Linked DNA regions of Mus musculus: all the other regions are linked to region 2. A link is a contact called in public HiChIP or PLAC-seq and promoter capture Hi-C data. All regions are on one chromosome and are shown on one strand. Each heading gives the region's core, a stretch centred on a gene start, on an enhancer-like site or on the middle of the called end of the contact. The rest is flanking DNA. Distances are from core to core; before and after follow the strand shown.

Region 1 (3,069 bases), core at 171-2,670, 2.9 Mb after region 2:
TATGAACTTCAGAGACAGTGACCACCAGGAGAGAGAATATGATTTAGAGTAACAGGGCAAGTGAGGTATATTAATAAGCTTACTATATAAGGGAAACTGGTTAGGAAATTAAAACCACATTCCAAAAGCAAAGCGATTTCCTGTTTCTAAGGCCTTGGTCACAACTATAATTGTATCACTTGGGAGACTGAGTCAGGAGGATTGCCACAAGTTTAGAGTCAGCCTGGACTTCAGAATAAGGTTCTGTCTCCAAAAGAACAACGACAAAATCCGACAAACACAGGGGGTGAGTAATATCTAAAGTCCATCCTTAGGAAAAAAAAATCTTAAAAGTTTACTTGTACGACATCAGTACTGTGGTGTTATGAACCTGCTCCATTTTGTCCTCTAATTTTGGCCTCTAATACTCAAAAACAAGGAGGCTCTCATAAAACACTCGCTCTGACCTTTATAGAAGCTGATAACTACAGGGTGAGGCTGATACCATTTCAACTTACTACATCTGTGTTGGAAATGATAATTTGACTAATATTTACCTCCCTTCCCCCCCCCCCCACAATGGTTTAGTTTTAGAACTGAGAAAGAGGGAAGTGTGTCATGAATGCTAAGCCCATAGAAGTGATTCCATTTAGGGGTCAAATCAATGTTAACTATCAAATGCTACCCCTGCACAAAACCTGGTTTCCTTTCCCAGAAACATTTAGCATGTCCAATAAACCGTTTTACTAACATCATGGTTTGTTATTTTTCTCATGTATGTGTCATGTGCACAGCTCTACTCCCAAACACTGCCTGACACACTTCTGGAGCCTGGTCAACACTAAAATAAAGCCAATGCCGGGCTTGGTGGCACACGCTTGTTATCCCAGCACTCAGAAACTGAGGCAAGAAGACCGACAGTTCGAAAACAGCCTGGGCTACATAGTGAGACCCGCATCTTTCTTAAACGTCTCCCCTTCGCTGTCAATCTGGTTCCACAGCCTACAGTTGTGATGGAACCCAGGGTACGTTTCCTCGTCTGTGTCCCGACACCAAAGTCCGTGCTGGGCACGGAGTTGGAGCTCGGTCTCTAAATGAATGACACGGAGAGCCCGACACGCGCTGATGATGCAACGGAGCCACCGCGGAGCTGGTTCCGAGAAGCTACTTCAGCGCAGCCGAGTCTCCTCGCCCAGCAGCGCGCCCCTGAGGACTCTGGCCGTGCCGGGCCAAACCCCACGTAGCGGCATGAACGCCGCCAGCACGTTCTTCTGCAGGGCGAGCAGACTTCCCCAGGCACCGAGCCCAAGCCACGGGGCGGGCACTCACTGTAGGTCCGGCCCAGGGCTTGGAAGAGCAGGTCTCGCTTTACGCTGACAGTCGGCATGGCGAGTCGTGGACACTGCGCCTGCGCCACATGCGGGGCCTCAGCGACCCTAGAGTGAAGGACCCGACGCTCCGCTCTTGGGCTGTCTCACGTGATGCCTGTCTAAATTCAACCATTTGCACATCCGTTTTCCAGCCGAATATAGGAAAACACCTCTCTCTGGATTATTTAACATAGTTCTGTTGTGACGATAACCAAAAAGTTTGGAAAATAGGTGTAATCGGGTGGAATTATCTCTATTTTGACAGGCAAGAGTGAGAACAGACCTCAGAGGCCTGGATGCTTCCCAAAGCCCTAGGGAAGATGCCAAGTTGGGTAGGCGGAGCGCTAGATTGGTGGGAAGGACTTCCAGGTAGAGAAGTCCGCCCAGAGGTATTTGAAAAGCAAGGTAAACGGATGCAAGACTTCCTGCAAAGAAGAATATGCAAATACTAATGGCAAGGTCTGTTAACAGGCCACATTTTTTTACTTTTTTGAGACAGGTTTCTCTGTCGCCTTGACTGTCCTGGAACTCGCACTATAGACTAGGCTGGCTTTGAACTCCGAGAACTTTTGAGATCCGTACCTCCCTAGTGCTGGGATTAAAGGCATGCGCCACCACTGCCGGGCTTTTACTTAATCCTTTAACCCTCTTGAAACTACAGATTTTATACCCGAGCCTTGTTCGAACGCAGCAGCAGCCCTGTGGGTAGGCGTTGTTAGAGACCGCAGGACTTTTCTGTCAGATGCTGTACTCAGCCTAAAAAGTGCACGAGCAGATTTGCTCCTTAGAATAACTCTGAGGGACAGTACGTCAAATCATGGGCCACTGAGATGTCAGGACTTAATCCCGTGTAGCCTGCAAATGCTACTTTATGTGGTATCAGAGCCTATGTGGAATAAGCTAAGGGTTTTGAGATGGAACTTAGCCTAGGTTATTAGGATGGGCCCTAAATGCAATTGACTGTAGACTCAATAAGCGGAAGGCAGTGATTCCAGTAAGGTCACTAAAAAAAATAAAGTCAGTAGTCTTCGAAACTGGAAGAGATAAGGAGGGAAATCTCTCCTAGCCTATTCAGCAGCCCCCAAAACACTTGGATTTGGGCCAGTGAAATTGCTTTTGGGTTTCTTGCCTCCAGAACTTGAATATAACAAAGTTCTGTTTCATCTCATTCATTATTCTTTATGATTTGAGATAAAGGCTCAACTCTATAGCTGAAGCAGTCCTGGAACTCATCCTGTAGCTCTGGATGGCCAGAAATTTTCAGAGTTTTAAGGTGTCCTGAAAGACAAGAATATAAGTTACCTCACCAGACTCAAGTTTCTGTTTGAAATCAAAAGTTTGTAGTACTTCCTTTCAGCAGCCATGAAAAAACAAATACATCAAAGCAGGAAGATAAAACAGCCATGGACTGTGGGACTCACCTAACCTGTAAGGCATAGCAGAAACATTGCTTCCTCAAGAGAAAATAAAGCAAGGACCAACACTGAGGAAGTGAGAACCCTTCACTTGAGGAAGCAGAACTGAGGCTAGACTTAGGCCATCATAACTCTTAATAAGTTTTCCACTGCACTAATTTCCACTTATGGCAAGTCCCACGTGTAGCTTTCTGACCCTAAATTCCAGTAAGTGGGCACTTACTGAGTTCACCAACTCAAATGCTCATCTCTCAGAAACATACAACTAACAGTATTTGGCTACTTATTAAGGGATCTATTAACTC
Region 2 (3,099 bases), core at 455-2,954:
AATTCAACGCCAGCCCATGGGCGTCATGGGCTTGGCTTTAGGAAAGCAACTCACATGTCCTGTTTCTGCATAGCTGACACCCAGTGCTGACATCTTTGTAAACACGGATGACTGTGAGAAGTCTGGAATAAATGGCCGGGGCTCAGACAGCCATCATCTGCAATCCACCAAGGATGCCCAAACTTGTGGGTAACCTTCTTCCTAGGTGAACCTCTATGGGGGATCACGCCTTCCTGCATCCCCATGTTCTCAGACAAAGGAATAATACTTCCCTAGGATGGTTAGTGTAAATTGTCAACGTGATGACATCTAGAATCACCTCAGAGGTGGGCCATGCCTATCTGGGATTCTCTGGATTGATATGGATAAACTGGCTTTTTGTTTGTTCCGTTGATAGGGTTTTGTTGTTGTTTTTTGAGACAGGGTTTTAATATGTAGCGCTGGCTGGCTGGAACTCAGTGTGTAGACCAGGTTTTGCCTTGAACCCCTAGAGACTACTCAGCCTTTTTCGTTTGTTTTTGTTTTTCGAGACAGGGTTTCTCTGTGTAGCCCTGGCTGTCCTGGAACTCACTCTGTAGACCAGGCTGGCCTCGAACTCAGAAATCCGCCTGCCTCTGCCTCCAAAGTGTGGATATTAAAGGCGTGTGCCACCACTGCCAGGCTCTCAGCCTTTTAAGCGATGGAATTAAAGCCGGGTACCTCCATGCCCAGCTCTCAGAAGATCCATCTTAGTTGTGGCAGGATCATTTCTCTGGCCTGGGGATCCTGAACTGTTTGAACTGATTGTAGATGGGATGCGACCAGCTGCTTCAAGCAATCCCCAGGGCTCTGTGTGTACACTCTTCCCTTGGGTAGGGCTGAGATCTCGCAGCGCAGGGGTCAGAGCAGCTTCTACTTTGTACATGCTTCTCTCCCCTCCTTCCCACCCCACCTTCTGCTGACCCCCAGTTCTTCTCCCTTTGTTTGTTCTAAGGTGTAGGGGTCTGGCTTAAACGGACTGTCATTCAGGGCTTTTATGAGCATGGGTTATTCTAGATGCCCAGTTTCAGAGACTCAGAGAACACTGGGGGTGGGGGGTGGGGGTGTCCAGGTGCCCTTTGCGAACATCTCTCTGACCTTGGAAAGTGAGATAGGTCCTCCACGGTTGGAGGAGCAGGGGCGGGATTCGGGTGGAGGAACAGTGAGAGCTTAGCCACAGGATTTTAGAGTGGTTGGCCCAATTGGAATGCCCCTGTTTCAGCTGCCTCTGGCTACTGATGGGTAGATAATGTGCCAAGGTCAAATGGTGGGTGGCGCCCAGCGCCAGAAGCCAGCCTTTGAAGGGCATCAGTTGAGCTGAGGCTGGAGGTGTTGAGGGCAATGGCTTTCAGGGGTCTCTGATCTCGTGTCCAAGCTGGAGAGGCTTGTATGTGCGAAGAGGGTCTCCTCCAGGGCTCCTGAGGGAAAGGGAGGGGTGGCTAAAAGCAAGGTGGAGGAGTGTGTTTGAGGGATTGTGGGAATTTAGGGCCGTGCACCCGCCCCTCCTCCCCCCCCCCCGCAATGCGTGGGGCGCCTGGAGAGGGGTCTTGCGGGCAGGTGGGATCCTGCGGGGACCCGAGCGCGGGGCCCACGCTGGCCTGGTCGGGGTAAGTCAGGGATCGTCCACTCCCATTGTGCGGCCGGGCGGCGGCGGGCTGGCACAGCCGAGCGCTAGGAGGTGGAGCCGTGGACTGCAGGCTCCGGCGCCTGCGTCCGCCTGGCCGGGCTCTGCGCGGCGAGAGGCCGGACGGGAACCCGGCAGCCGCGCCCCGGAGCTTGCGGGGAGGGACATGGGGCGCGGCGGCTCTCCCAAGCCCCGCAGGTTCCGGAGCCCGGAGGTACTTAAGGGCAAGGCGTGGGCGCCGGGCCGGGTAGGGACAGCGGACTAACATGGACCGGGTTGGGCCTCGGAAGGGAGAGCGGGCTGGGCACCGGGATGGAGCACCCCGGAGGGGGCCCACCAGCGCAATTTCTGACCCCGCCCTCCTTCCTCAAGGCTCCCCAAGAGGTCTCTGCAGCGCCCCCTTCTTCTCACCCAGGGTTTGGGTCCCATAGTGATTGAGAGACTCCTAAGTCTTCAGTCTTCAGCCCTGCCATGGCTAATGGGGTGATCCCGCCGCCCGGGGGCGCCTCCCCCCTACCCCAGGTGACTGATGCGTGGGGGTGGGGTGGGGGAGGAGGGGCAGGATGGGCGGGGTGTCCTCTGGATGACCCTGGGACCACCAGATCCAGATGTAGAGCTGTATTGGTAGTGTAGAGGAATAGGGGGTCTTCGGTATTTCATGCACTTGTGGCTGGTGCTCCCACAACCTGGGGGGAAGCCCTCAGAGGGTGTTTTGGGGATGTTGATGCAGGCAAGGGTGAAGGTGTTGGGAAGGCCCTTGAAGTATGGAGTTGGGGTTGGGTGGGGAGTGTTCATGAACTAGGGGTCCTTAGGAGAGGCTATCTGGCCTGCAGGTCCGGGTGCCCTTGGAGGAGCCCCCTCTGGGTCCAGATGTAGAAGAGGAAGATGATGACTTGGGCAAGACCTTGGCTGTGAGCAGGTTTGGGGACCTCATCAGCAAGACCCCGGCCTGGGACCCCGAGAAGCCTAGCCGCAGCTACAGCGAGCGGGACTTTGAGTGTGGGTAGCCTGGGGACCCCTAGCACCCCAGCCTTCACCACCATCACCTTCATCGCCACCATTACTGCGCTCACCTCCGGCTTGATCACTCAGTGTCATCCTGTGCTGGACGCTGTGCTGGGCCACCATGCCATGTTAAGTCATCCTGCCTCTCATACCATCATCACCTTGTTCACCTGTCAGGGGAGATGTAGGGGAGATGCGCCTGAGGTCTCTCTCAGTGACCTTCATCGTGCACTGGGTCCCACTCACCCTCTGCCCCACTGTGTTTCCTGATGTGTCTTCCCTCAGCTTCTCTCTTTCTTCGGTACCACATCTCCCGACTCCCCTTTGCGACTTTCTCTCTATGTCACTCTTGTCCCCACTCCACCTGGCCTCACCAATGACAGGAGCAGGGATGCATAGTTGGGAGGGGTGTCCTGGCTCTAGAAGAAAGACTGGGGGTGCCTTTGTTTTAG
Region 3 (2,920 bases), core at 207-2,706, 2.8 Mb after region 2:
ACTGGCTGATCTTCCAGAGGTCCTAAGTTCAACTCCAGCAACCATATGGTGGCTCACAACCATCTGTAATGGGATCTGATGCCCACTTCTGGTGTGCTCATACACATAAAAATAAATAAATAAATCTTTAAAAACAAAAATCACTACAGCACTAGGGGTGGAGGCAACTGCCTTTTCAGCCACACATGACTGAGTATGACATAGGGCTGCATTTTCCTCTGGAAGAGGAAAGAAAATAGAATCTCTGAACAAGCCACTGCTGACTTAGCGACCTTGACATGTTCTCCAGATAGGACTAAGGAACAAGGGAGTCAGAAAACTGGAATGAGAGGGGACCAGATCATCTTCACGTATCAGGAACCGAAGACTTCCCAGCCTAGAAGGACAACTGGATAAGCAAGGGTGGTGGCAGGTGTTCATGCACGGTCCTTTATTCCGCCAAATAGCAGGCTTTAAAAGGGCGGCCAGGAAACCCCCCCCCCCCCCCCCGCAGCCTTCTGTTCCCAACTAAGGATTGGATTATAGTTTTGCTGCAGGCCAATCACCTGGCCCTCGTTTAACTGTTGCTTCTCACTCCCTGCAATGAGGTACAGAGGTCATCTTAGGATCTCAGAGACCCGGAAGGGAGGTTTAGGAAAGCTCAGGAAAAACCATCTGCAGGACGTTTCCTTTGCTCTTCTAAGCAGTGGCTGGCGCCTGGTAGTCGCTCAGTACCTTGTTCCCTTTGGGTCTAAAGTCTTCCCAAGGCCAAAAGGGAGGAGGTATGTGGGAGGGAGGGAGAAAGAGAGGAAGAGAGAGAGAGAGAGAGAGAGAGAGAGAGAGAGAGAGAGAGAGAGAGAGAGAGAGAGAGAGAGACCACACACACACACACACACACACACAGCGGGTAGGAGAGAGAAAGAGATTTCTATTTTTCCATAAAATCACCCGGGTTGACTCTCCGCATTTCTGCTATTCTTTCTCAAATTTGAATGAGGTGACTGGCCTGTGAGAAGGAAACATTTCAGGAAGTTTAGAAATCACTGAGAATTCTCCCTAGGAACCAGACTCCCTGGGAATTAAGTCTTTCAGAAAACAAGCAAAGGTTGGGGCAGGGAGCTGGGATGTGGGGGACACATGTGTAGTGGCGACCAGTTTCACCTTGAACTCCAGATTTGAAAGGAGGGTCACAAAGCGTCCAGGCTTCCGGCAGCACTTGGAAGGATGCGCGGGAGTGGGGATGGCGCATAGGTCATGCACGTGGACCCGTCCACGCAGTTGCAAGCACACTCTCCAGCAGGCAGGTAAGGGGCTGGGGCCGCCCGGTTGGCTAGGAAGGGGACGGTGACGTGTGCAAGGTGGTGGCGGACACCTGGGCTTGCCCGCGTGTAGGGCGGGCGCTAGGACCCGGGTGGCGCACCTGTTGGCTGGCACCGCGCCCCGCCCGTCCTGCGCTGGGAGCATCGGGCTGCGGAACGCGAGGCCAGGGCGCACGCTGAGGACACGGACGCGCGTGGCTGCGGGTCGGAGGAACGGGGTCACGGCTCACCATGGCCGAACTGCTGCGGAGCCTGCGGGATTCACAGCTCGTGGCGCGCTTCCAGCGCCGCTGCGGGCTCTTCCCAGCGCGGGAGGTCAGTCCTAGGGAGAAGGGCCTTTCGAAGTGGGCGACAGGGGTCCCGGAGGTCTCTCATCTCTCCGACAACCGGGATTCGGTGTCTGCCGTTGGGGAGGAGGGCGACGGCCGCCTGCTTACCTGCGGCTCCGGGTGACTCCTAGATGGGGATTGGAGGGCTCCAACCGCCGCCACCCGGCTTCCATCCTAGGAAGGGCACGGCGGGGAACAGTCACCCGATGCCACCCTTTCTCGCTGCAGGTGGCAGTCAGTCACTTCTTTTCAGACACCACCTTTGCATGCATCCGCGGAAAGACTTTCTACTTTAATTACTTTAGTGAGTAAGTTCGTTAGATTCCACCCAAAGTGTGAGAGTTACGTAACTGAAAAGAGGAGCGGGGATGTCCTTGGCACTTCCCTGGGACACAGCCTGAGAACTCCTCAAAGTCCTTAGGTTGCTGCCGCATCCCCCCTTCCTACTCCGTGCAGACATCCCAGTCGCGCGCTTTGCTTTGCTGAACACCCGCCCTGGACTCCTCTGGGAATTCACAGCCCCGCCCCCCAGCTAACCTAACCTCAGAGATGGGAGTTCAACACTGTCTCCCTCCCGACGTCCCCCTAGTTTTGGAGGCACTGGTTGGTCTTTTATGATTGGCTCTTACGGCCTTTTCGGTAGATGCTTTGCATCCGGAGCAAGGTTATACAACCCTACTGCAGCTTTGCGTTATGAGGTGCACAGGGACTCCTCCAGGCTGAAAGGACCAGGCAGGCGGCAGATGGCAGCTAGGAAAGCTTGTCTCCCTTGGGCACCACCAGCAGCTGCCCTTTCCCTCGGCTTAAGTAGAAAATAACAAACCAGGACAGAAGCAATTCTACTCCGCCTCCCCCACCCCCCTTCTTCAGTGTTTTATTCTTTCTGAGAGATTCTGGTGACTGGAAGGTGACACGTCCTTATATATAGATAACTACTTAAGAACCTGGCGCTTGTGTAGGACAGAATAATAGAGGCATCAAATTACAGAATTCATTTGAAAAGTGGCAGTAGGCTAGTTGTGTATTCTCAGCTAGAGAAATTCTTCAAAATATTTTCACTTTATAGTTACTTCACGGCATGCTGATAGCTTTGAGATTAATTCAAGACATCTCTCTTTGCCAGAGCCTTGCCTCAAAAGGTGCTAGCACATAAGCCCAATGCCCCACCCCCACGGGAAGCGTTTTCCTGTACAGGCGCTCTGTTTAGGCTCAGGACCAGCGCGGGGGTGGGGGTGGGGGGCTGCACTCTATCCGACTTGTCTCCCCTGTACCTGCTCTTCCTCATTCAGGACT

Evidence for each region. Promoter capture Hi-C pulls out the DNA fragments that hold promoters and counts their contacts. HiChIP or PLAC-seq counts read pairs in DNA pulled down with a chosen protein or histone mark.
Region 1: a contact with region 2 is called in a promoter capture Hi-C map of cranial neural crest. The contact joins the promoter of Farsb here to the promoter of Slc4a3 in region 2. A contact is called at or near these places in 1 of 39 promoter capture datasets (cranial neural crest) and 1 of 115 datasets of contacts at active chromatin or transcription factors (astrocytes).
Region 3: an H3K4me3 HiChIP or PLAC-seq map of stem cell-derived neural progenitor cells shows a contact between it and region 2, with 10 times the contacts expected there. The contact joins the promoter of Sgpp2 here to the promoter of Slc4a3 in region 2. A contact is called at or near these places in 1 of 39 promoter capture datasets (cranial neural crest) and 1 of 115 datasets of contacts at active chromatin or transcription factors (stem cell-derived neural progenitor cells).

Annotation. Positions count from the first base shown.
Region 1 is chr1:78,487,477-78,490,545 of GRCm38.p6, forward strand. It overlaps Farsb (phenylalanyl-tRNA synthetase, beta subunit), which reads right to left and starts at 1,421. Exons shown (of 17, transcript NM_011811.4): 1 at 1,309-1,421. The coding sequence starts at 1,366.
Region 2 is chr1:75,544,758-75,547,856 of GRCm38.p6, forward strand. Slc4a3 (solute carrier family 4 (anion exchanger), member 3) reads left to right here and starts at 1,705. Exons shown (of 23, transcript NM_001357150.1): 1 at 1,705-1,856; 2 at 2,015-2,164; 3 at 2,476-2,641. The coding sequence starts at 2,114.
Region 3 is chr1:78,308,890-78,311,809 of GRCm38.p6, forward strand. Sgpp2 (sphingosine-1-phosphate phosphatase 2) reads left to right here and starts at 1,457. Exons shown (of 5, transcript NM_001004173.2): 1 at 1,457-1,613. The coding sequence starts at 1,530.